Regions from separate parts of the Rattus norvegicus genome. Here region 1 is linked to region 2. The links are chromatin contacts, called in public Hi-C maps. All regions are on one chromosome and are shown on one strand. Each heading gives the region's core, a stretch centred on a gene start, on an enhancer-like site or on the middle of the called end of the contact. The rest is flanking DNA. Distances are from core to core; before and after follow the strand shown.

Region 1 (4,439 bases), core at 1,252-3,751, 150 kb after region 2:
GGAATGACTTGGGCAGATCTTTCTTTCTTTCCTGGACATAAAACTTTCTTATTTAACTCAATGTCATGTACTAAAGGGGAAAATAAAATCTTTCAGATTGTTATCCCGATGTTAAGACACACAATACCTTACCTGCTTCATTGGCTGTGTGTGTGTGTGTGTGTGTGTGAGAGAGAGAGAGAGAGAGAGAGAGAGAGAGAGAGAGAGAGAGAGAGAGATATGCTTTCAAGGTTAGCATATGCACCTTAAGAAGGGAATCAAGACTTCACTTATTACTGTGAAGCTGCTTATGCTGTGTACCAATTATCACTGGCACCAATTAAAGGTCTACAAAAGTCAGCAAGAAGAAACTGAATCTGTTTTTCAGTTGGGGAAAAATGGCTCAACACTCCCTTCTTTCAACAAGTCTTTCAGCCTTTGTATTCAGAGCGACACCTAAGTGTTCCAAGGAAGCCATTTCAAAAGCCCAGCTCCTGCTTTATAATGAGCTTTCTGTGGTAATTCCTCAAGATCAAAGCCACAAATTTCAAGATCATATCTAGAAGGAACTTTAAAGACTATCTGGCCCAATCAAGTCAGATTTCACGGCTTTACAGTGGGAAGTCAGAGTTTACTTAAGCAAATCAGGCAATTCGTGCTATCAGTCTCATGTACTACATTAATAAGTCCCCTTCCTTACCTCTTAAGGAAAACTCTCAGTTGTGCACAAAATGCAGATTTACAAAGGAACTTTTCTGGACTATCACAAAAAACAAACAAAACAAAACAACAACAACAACAACAAGCCAATGTATGCCTGTACTTTAACAAATTGTAAGGGAGAAGGCAAGGCAAGCCACCCGTGTGCAGCCAGTGTTCCTCATGCATCTCATTCAAAACCATGGGAATGAAGGAGCTATCACCTACCCGTATGATGGTTGCTAACAGTGCTGTAGCCAAGAGCTCCTAAGCTAGAACACAGAGATTTCACCTAATTTAGTGGCGTATTCAATGCAATTATCTGATTTTGTTTATATAGCTGGCCTGAATATATCACCTTCTTATTTAAAAATATATTAAATATATCAAATTCCAAAGTCTCCTTCTTTTGAAGTATATTTTCATTCCCAAGACAATCAATCTTCATCAATACTCTGCATAATAAAATGATAAGTTCTCTAATGGTAAACAATAACCCAGAGTTGACCATTAATAAACTGCTTACTTCACAAGGGCTTAAACCAACAGTATCAAATAGAATACACTGCTACCAGACATCACACTATGTTCAAAACTCAAGTTCAAAAATGAAAGGGATCTGGAAATGTTACTGGGTTAGGAGCTTGGAGAGACATCTTTGACCCCATTTCTTGCTCTGCCACTCTTTCAGCAAAACAATGTAACTCGATCATAGGGTTGTTCCGATAGTCAACCGACACACAGCAGATAGATTCAGAAGCATGCAGGCTGAACTAAGATAGTATTCAACTGCCTGAAAAAGGAGACCCAGAGAAGCTAAGTAACTGGCCAAGGCTATATTGCCAGAGGAGCCAATCCTGAAATTACTAACTCGAGCTGTTTAGTCCTAATTGGTTTCCAGTCCACCTCCTGTCTCTTTTCTAACTTCTGCCTACTGAACTTTGCACAGCGTTACCCAACAGTATTCGTAAGACACTAGCACAAAGCCAACCCTGTTCCCAAATACATTTCAAAAGTGCACGCTTCTCAACTAAAGACTGTAATGTGCTAAATGCTCAGGGACCATGGTGACAGTAGTTATCTGCACCGCATCACTCACAAGTCTAAGTGCTCAGAACCATCCTTTTCTACGACCAATAAAAACAAATGCTTTGCAAGACATGTCAACACACACGCAAACGAAACTTTCTTTGCAACGTGTACAAAACAGGACTGTGAGAAACTTTTGCTACAGATAGACACGTGTCATTCATTGACTAGGCAGCGAAAGGCGCTAGAGCTGGATGAGTAGTAAGGAGAGGGGCTCCTTGAGACCTAGGATCAGTCATATGAAAAAGTCTCCAGGCTTCAAACTCCCAAAGTGTGGCATCGAGATGCCGAGAGCACAGGGGATGTAACCTGGAGGAGTGCCAGGGTTGCGGAGTTGCTGACTGCGTGGGTATCCCGTATAGCCGGGTAGGGAGGGGGCTAGGGCGAGCAGCCCCGGACCAGCCTGGAGAACCTGGGCGCGGCCCGAGAGGGTCACTCACCGGGCCAGCAACTCTAGGAAGATCACATTACTGCAGCAGCCTGCGAACACCAGGCCCACCGCGAAGGCCGGGCGCATGGCCGGTGCGGGGCACGGGGAGCCAGCGCGCAGAAAAAGCGCCCTTCCAGATCGCTACCCTAGAAAACCCGCGCGCAACATCACCACGGCCAGCAGTTCCCTCTCTGAGGACCTTCTTGATCAACTCTTCCTCTGCGGCTGCTACAGACGCGGCCAGACAAGGAGCTGTAGTTCTCAATTTTACCCAGTCCCATTCATTTGAGGGGCTGTCCAAGGGCTGTCCAAACTACATGTCCCAGCAGAACGCGCGCCTTTACGGCAGGCGTGAAAAAAACAGGCAAGTTTCCCGGAAGCCTCGCGTGATCCAATGCCGCACTGCCTTCTGGGAAATAAAGTCCCAATGCTGTTCGTGTTCCGTAGGGAATGAGATTCAACAAAATAGCTTGTGTGTTCTAGACTTGTGACTACTCATTAGAGTATTCTAGCATCTGAAACAACTCACCTGAAACTGAGCGAGCGTAGAAATTCCTGTAAAATCTAAACAGACTTCTAGGAAAACAGTGAACCCAAAAGTTTTGAGGTTGAGCCTTGGCTTGAACTGCCACTCTCATCATAGGGGTAAATAGGCCTGTCTTAGTACTAGTTGTTGAAGAAAAGACTAGCATAGTGAGTGTATTGCTTTATGTTGTGATTTTTGTGGAGGCGCTGAGCACATATTGTCTTATGCTGGCATTTTGCCAGCTTAAGGTGCTCATAAAATAGTGAGTTTGTTTTAACTCATAAAAGGTGTTCTTGTTCCTATTCTCCTTTTAAAGAAGGACGGTTCCAATTTCAGAATGCATTAGTGCTTATTGAAAATTCAGAGTTCAGGACCGCACATAAGAAGTGTAATTCAGAAAAGTCCAAGGCTAGCTCAGTAACCATCATTTAGAGCATGCATGCCCCAGGGTTCAGATAAGATCTCTGGGTCTCGACTTGGGGAAACCTCTGTGAAGTCTGTTGTGAATCTTGAGGAAAACTTCATAGTGTTTATGTTTATCCCCTAATTTGCCTCCCGTCCTGTGGATGCAATTACACTAACAATTACAGTAACACTAATATTACATAATGGGAAGTGGGAAACAGGGTTGTTAATTTATCACATCTTTCAAAAACCGGTCTGCTAGGTGTACAAACACAGAACACAAAAGCACTGGCCTATGTACATTGTTGGCGGTCACCATGCAGTCTTTCTTTCTATCACTGTTGAATGGGAGTGAACACCAAGAGCCTCAGTAACAAATGCCATGAGCCTTCAGCTGAAGGAAAGGGGGCAAGTGTTTCCTTTCACCACTTAAATGCTGGTGTGAATAGGTTTGTTTTGCCTGCATGTATATCTGTGCAACATGTGTGCTCTGGGTGCCCTCAGAGGCCAGAAAAAGGCATCAGATCTAGAACTGGAGTTACAGAGGTTCCGAGCCAACCTCTGGTTGCTCCAAGTTGGACCTGGGTTTCCTGCCAGAGCAGCCAGTGCTCTTAACCACAGAAGCATCTTTCCCGTCCAGGGATGGCCATTTTTGACTGGAGTGCTTAAACATTGGCATTCTCAGAGTTTCCCCAGGTGATTTGACTCTGTGCTGAAGTTGAGAGCTGGCGGGGTCAGGGGGTGAAGGGGGGAGGAAGTATTTAAAGGGCTGGGATCAGTGACATCAGCAGGTCATCTTTAAGGTGCCATCTCAGCCTGGTTACACCAAAATCCTCAGGGAATGGGACCAAGTATCATGTGTCACTGAAACCCCAAGGCTGAGAAGCATCCTTTACTCAACTTAGTTCTCAAAGCCTGGCTACATAATAGAGTCACATGAGAGACTGTAACAATTTGTTGAACAACGAAACCAAACCCAGAAATATCAGAGCCACTCCATTGCTAACCAAGTAAAGAAGACACCTAAGTTTGTTGCCTAAGCAGTGACATCTGTAGATGCTTCTGCCTAGAGAAAAGCTGAGCCTTTGCTCTGATTGGCCTGGGGACTGTGTCCTTTACTTCCCATCTACCCCGCCCATGCACACGCCAAGCTTGGGAGCACTTGAGAGGATGTTCTAAACACCAATTCCTGAGTCCCAGATAAAAATCAAAATGGGCTTAGGTAAATGAACAAAGAGGGAGCTTGAGTGTCTGCATAGGCTCTGGATCTTTCTCCGTATTTCTGTCTTGACCTATGCCAGTTTTTAGTAA
Region 2 (4,163 bases), core at 1,433-3,932:
TCAGGTGTCTTGCACAGCCCCACCCCTCATCCTGCCTTAGGTCAACTGTTGACCTCCCTGGAGCCTCAGTGGCCACATGCTTTAAGTGAAGGTAAAGGTGGGTGTGGAGATGAGAAGACCAAACACACAGCCGTATCACATGCCAATGGCTAGGTCTTAATATGTTGTAGGGCATTAGCCAGTTTTGTCTCTGAAAGAAATATTAAATATCAGTCTTCTCTATCAGCTGCTATGCAACTATAAAACCTGTGTTTAGGACAAAGAATTCAGATCTTTTTATCTACCCCACCCAGTAAGACTTTTATGTAAATGTCTTAATAGCCCCAACCCAGTAAAACCTTTGTTTATACCAAGACCCTGCTAAGGTCTCAGGTTAAAGTCATCGGCTCCCTTCCGTCTTCATTTCTCTTGCTCTGATTTAAAAACAAAACAAAACAAAACAAACAAAAAAAACCTATCCAATCTTGAGAGCTTGAAGTCAGACTCCAGCCAATGGAAAAAGACAGTTGCCACCATCAAGTGGACTTCCAGTCTCTGTGCCCTCATTCTTTCTAAGTCGCCCTCCTGAACAGGAGTAACATTTTGCCTTGTTGAGATGCTTCCACTGGGTTATGTCTTTGGGACCCCAAAGTTATTTCTGGCAGTCTCCAACTTAGCAAACTTACTTTACAATTCCTTCTCATACAGATTCTGAACACGGCTGCCATCTTTAACAATCCCTCACGGATTGACCTGAGTAATTATTGATGTCATTTTAGGGGTGTGGGCAGTTTCTGCCACACTCTTTCCCATTTAGCTCTGGAGTAAACAACACAAAGACATCAGAATTCATTAACAAGCTATAAACCTAAGCTGAACAGGTTCTGAGACTGTGACAGCCCATCGAGGCTATATAACCGGATGAGTATCCCGCTACTTGCCAACTGAGGCTCGTTCTGTTTCCTGTGTGTCCTCAGGGTGAGCTTCTCTTGGCTGTGTGCTCTTGGTTCTTCCTGCCTACCTGAGACTTCCTACTCTATCTCAAGTTCTGCCTTCCTCTCTTGCTTCCCCAGTCTGGGCTTGAGCCTTTTCTTGTCCAACAGAGATTGAGGAGCACTCTTTACAGCACACCGGTTAATACAATGCCCACGTCCAGACCTAAACGTGACCTTGGGGCACAGAACTAGCGTCCATATACCCAGAGCACAGGACCAATTGAGACAAATAATCTCTTTGCTGTGTTTCACTCTAGTCTTTGTAGGACAAACATGTTTTTCAAATTTTGAAATTATTCTTTGACAGATCCTAACTCTACCATCAAACATTTTTTCTCAGTAGATTGCCGTTGGCAAAGTTCCCTCTGCTACAAATGCCGATTAAGTTATTGAAAACACACATACGGTTTGCATTTTTATAATCTCCACAAGGGGAGAGCAGTATAGTCTTCCGGGTTAGGCAGAGCCAGACCCTCAGGCAATGAGGTTGGAAAGAAATCCCTTGTCAGAATCGGTACCCACTAGAGAAAGAGATAAGGAGCAAGGCAGACCTCGAGGAGAGACACTTTCATTGCGCCCTTTCCAGTGATAAGCTGCAGCATAATGAAGGGAGGTAATTCTGAAAACTTTATGTCAGTTTTAATGGTCCCTCAAGCACTAAGAAAGATAATAGTCAATGGATGGTGTCCATAAGAATTATTTCTCCTTTTCCCCTGACAGCCATTGACAGGATCATTTTGTATTTGTAATGGCTGTCACCGAAGCATGGAGAAATGGCCCACTAAGGCCAGAGGATGAGGACAACTTCCCCGTCAGGATCTCTAGTGTCATCGCTATGGCGATAATAGTTACTACAGTTCTCGTTCTGCCTTTCTCTGGAGTGTTTACTTTATGGAACTTAAGGCTATAGGATTTGGGTTTCATAAAAATCGCACAAGCATGAAACCATGTTTTCTAATCCTGTAAGAAGTACAGTTGATAAAACTACTCAGCAGGATGAAAATAATTACCGATGCAGGTCACTTGACTAATACAATTATTTATGGAATACTAACAGCTCTTCAAAGGCGTTAAGATACACTACAATGTCAGTTCCGTTTGTTTTCCTTCTTTCTCCTCCCCTTTCCTTCCTTCCCTTCCCTTCCCCAATCCGCCCCTCCTCCTAGTTTTTTCTCCCCCAAGAACCAGACTTAGAGTTGAACAGGTATGTAAATTAACTGCAAATGAGCTCTCAAAGATCCTTTGCTAGTTTCTCTTCCACATTCAAAATGAAAGGAAAAGGAAAGGAGTCAGGTCTTCTCAATCATCAATGTCATGGCGTCATTTCCTTCCTCTGCGCTGTGCATAGTGTTAAATTTCATCTTTACTAGTTTTCCGATCAACAGAATTAGGGATGCCAAATCCTTCCAAATTTCGATGGTGTGAATGAAGCTAGATTGGAGATGCTTGGGTGAATGTTATCAAATGTGAGATGAACAAGGTTTAAGAAGGACAGGCAGCAGGAGACAAAGAAAGTGGGTGGAGAAAAGGAGTGAAAGATACAAGCAAAAAGGAATAAAACTAGCGAATGAACGTAAAGAGGAAAATAAAAGAAGCAGCAGAGGGCTGCAAAATTGAATGGCAGCAGAGACCTTGACAGACTGCGCAAGCACGGAAGCTTGGGACTACAGCCCCCAGAATTCCTTGCACGGCCGCGGGCCAAAGCGTCAGTCTCCTAGGCAACGTGTATAAACAAGATGGCGACCTTCGAGGGAAGTCCCTCGAGATGGAAAGGGACCCGTTTCCAGCGGAGTTTGGGTGCTTCTCGCGCTGTAGCCCAGGCGATACTGTCACTCACAGACAAAGAACCTCAGAAGCGATGGCCTACTTTTCCCATGGGACTGAGATCAAAAGGGACTTTCAGAAGCGCCTCCTCTTACCTCCTCCACCAGCTCATCCACCGCTCTCACGAGGCAGAAGTGGAGCAAGAAGAGCAGCAGGAGGAAGGAGAATCCGAAGAGTCAGAGGAGTCCGAAATGCAGAATTTGGAGGTGTGCCTCCCTCTCCCCCCAACTCCCCACCCCAGTCTCGGGCTCCCTCTAGCCGCCCAGCCTGGCTGCCTCAGTGACAGCTTGCTTCTGCAGTGCCCTGGTTTCAGTCCACTCCTTTCCGCCCAAAGGACAAGGGCTTTTCTTTGCTGCTTATTTCTTTTCCCCAAATTTCTGGCGTCCTTCCCTCCTGTCTTGGAGGAGGGGGAATAAACCCTCCAAATATTTACTTTCTTTTCATGGTTGGGTTTAATGCTTTCAAAATTATGCATTGACAAAATCATGCATTATTACAAAATAGGCAAGCATTGGTCTCCCCAAACTGAAGTACTTCTGCACTATTCCCAGTTATGGGCCATTCATCTTCTTCTTTCTTCCAGGGTGAAAAAAAATTAAAAAAAAAAAATCCAAATGCTCTGTTGAAGAAAAAATAACTTATATAAGTTTTATATGTTAGTTCTGCTACCGGTATTTAAGTGCTTCATTAAGCACTCACACTCTTTCTGGTTAAGAAGGGATTCATAGCATGATCAGAGAGAGCCAGCTCACCCTCAGTCAGGAGAGCGGTTGGCTTATGGGAGTGTTCCTAGCACTCTTAACTATTTTTCTACACAGCGTTCCTAGTTCTTACCTTTATATCGGGCTCCCCCCTCCCCACCTCTTCTCCTTCAGTGTATACATCTTTTCAGCTTCTTCACACATATGTCCTTTTCAAGCTACCTTTCTCCCTGATGTCAGACATGTTTTCTGGTCTTCTTTCTTATTCTTCCCCCGCCTCTGACCTTCCATTACTCCAGCCCCGTCCTCCTTTCCTTGGGCTCTTGTCTCTGATGCCCTTTTGTGCACTAGGAATATTTGGTCCGTTTTCCCACCTCATCCCTCATTTCCTTTTTCCTTTTCCACGTGGTCCTTCGTGCTAGTTCCATTATAATGCTGTTGAAGTTGGCTATAGCAATGTGCTGGCATTGGTGTTCTGACCTACACTCCCTGTACTGAGAAGCAGAGATGGGAAGATTATCGTGAATTAGAGGTTAGCCTGGTCTACATACCCAGTTCCTGATTAGCTGGAAATGTTGCTAGAACCACACAGTGAGAGCCTTAAAAAATAATGGTGACGACAATGATGATGATAGTGAACTTGACCAGGAAGGCCGTTATTTAT

Evidence for each region. A called contact is a pair of places that touch in the nucleus more often than the background predicts.
Region 1: a contact with region 2 is called in a Hi-C map of liver, with 2.4 times the contacts expected there. The contact joins the promoter of Slc35b4 here to the promoter of Lrguk in region 2. A contact is called at or near these places in 2 of 12 Hi-C or Micro-C datasets (the A7r5 cell line and liver).

Annotation. Positions count from the first base shown.
Region 1 is chr4:63,763,695-63,768,133 of GRCr8, forward strand. It overlaps Slc35b4 (solute carrier family 35 member B4), which reads right to left and starts at 2,502. Exons shown (of 10, transcript NM_001106590.1): 1 at 2,208-2,502. The coding sequence starts at 2,284.
Region 2 is chr4:63,611,779-63,615,941 of GRCr8, forward strand. It overlaps Lrguk (leucine-rich repeats and guanylate kinase domain containing), which reads left to right and starts at 2,683. Exons shown (of 16, transcript NM_001401524.1): 1 at 2,683-3,004. The coding sequence starts at 2,711.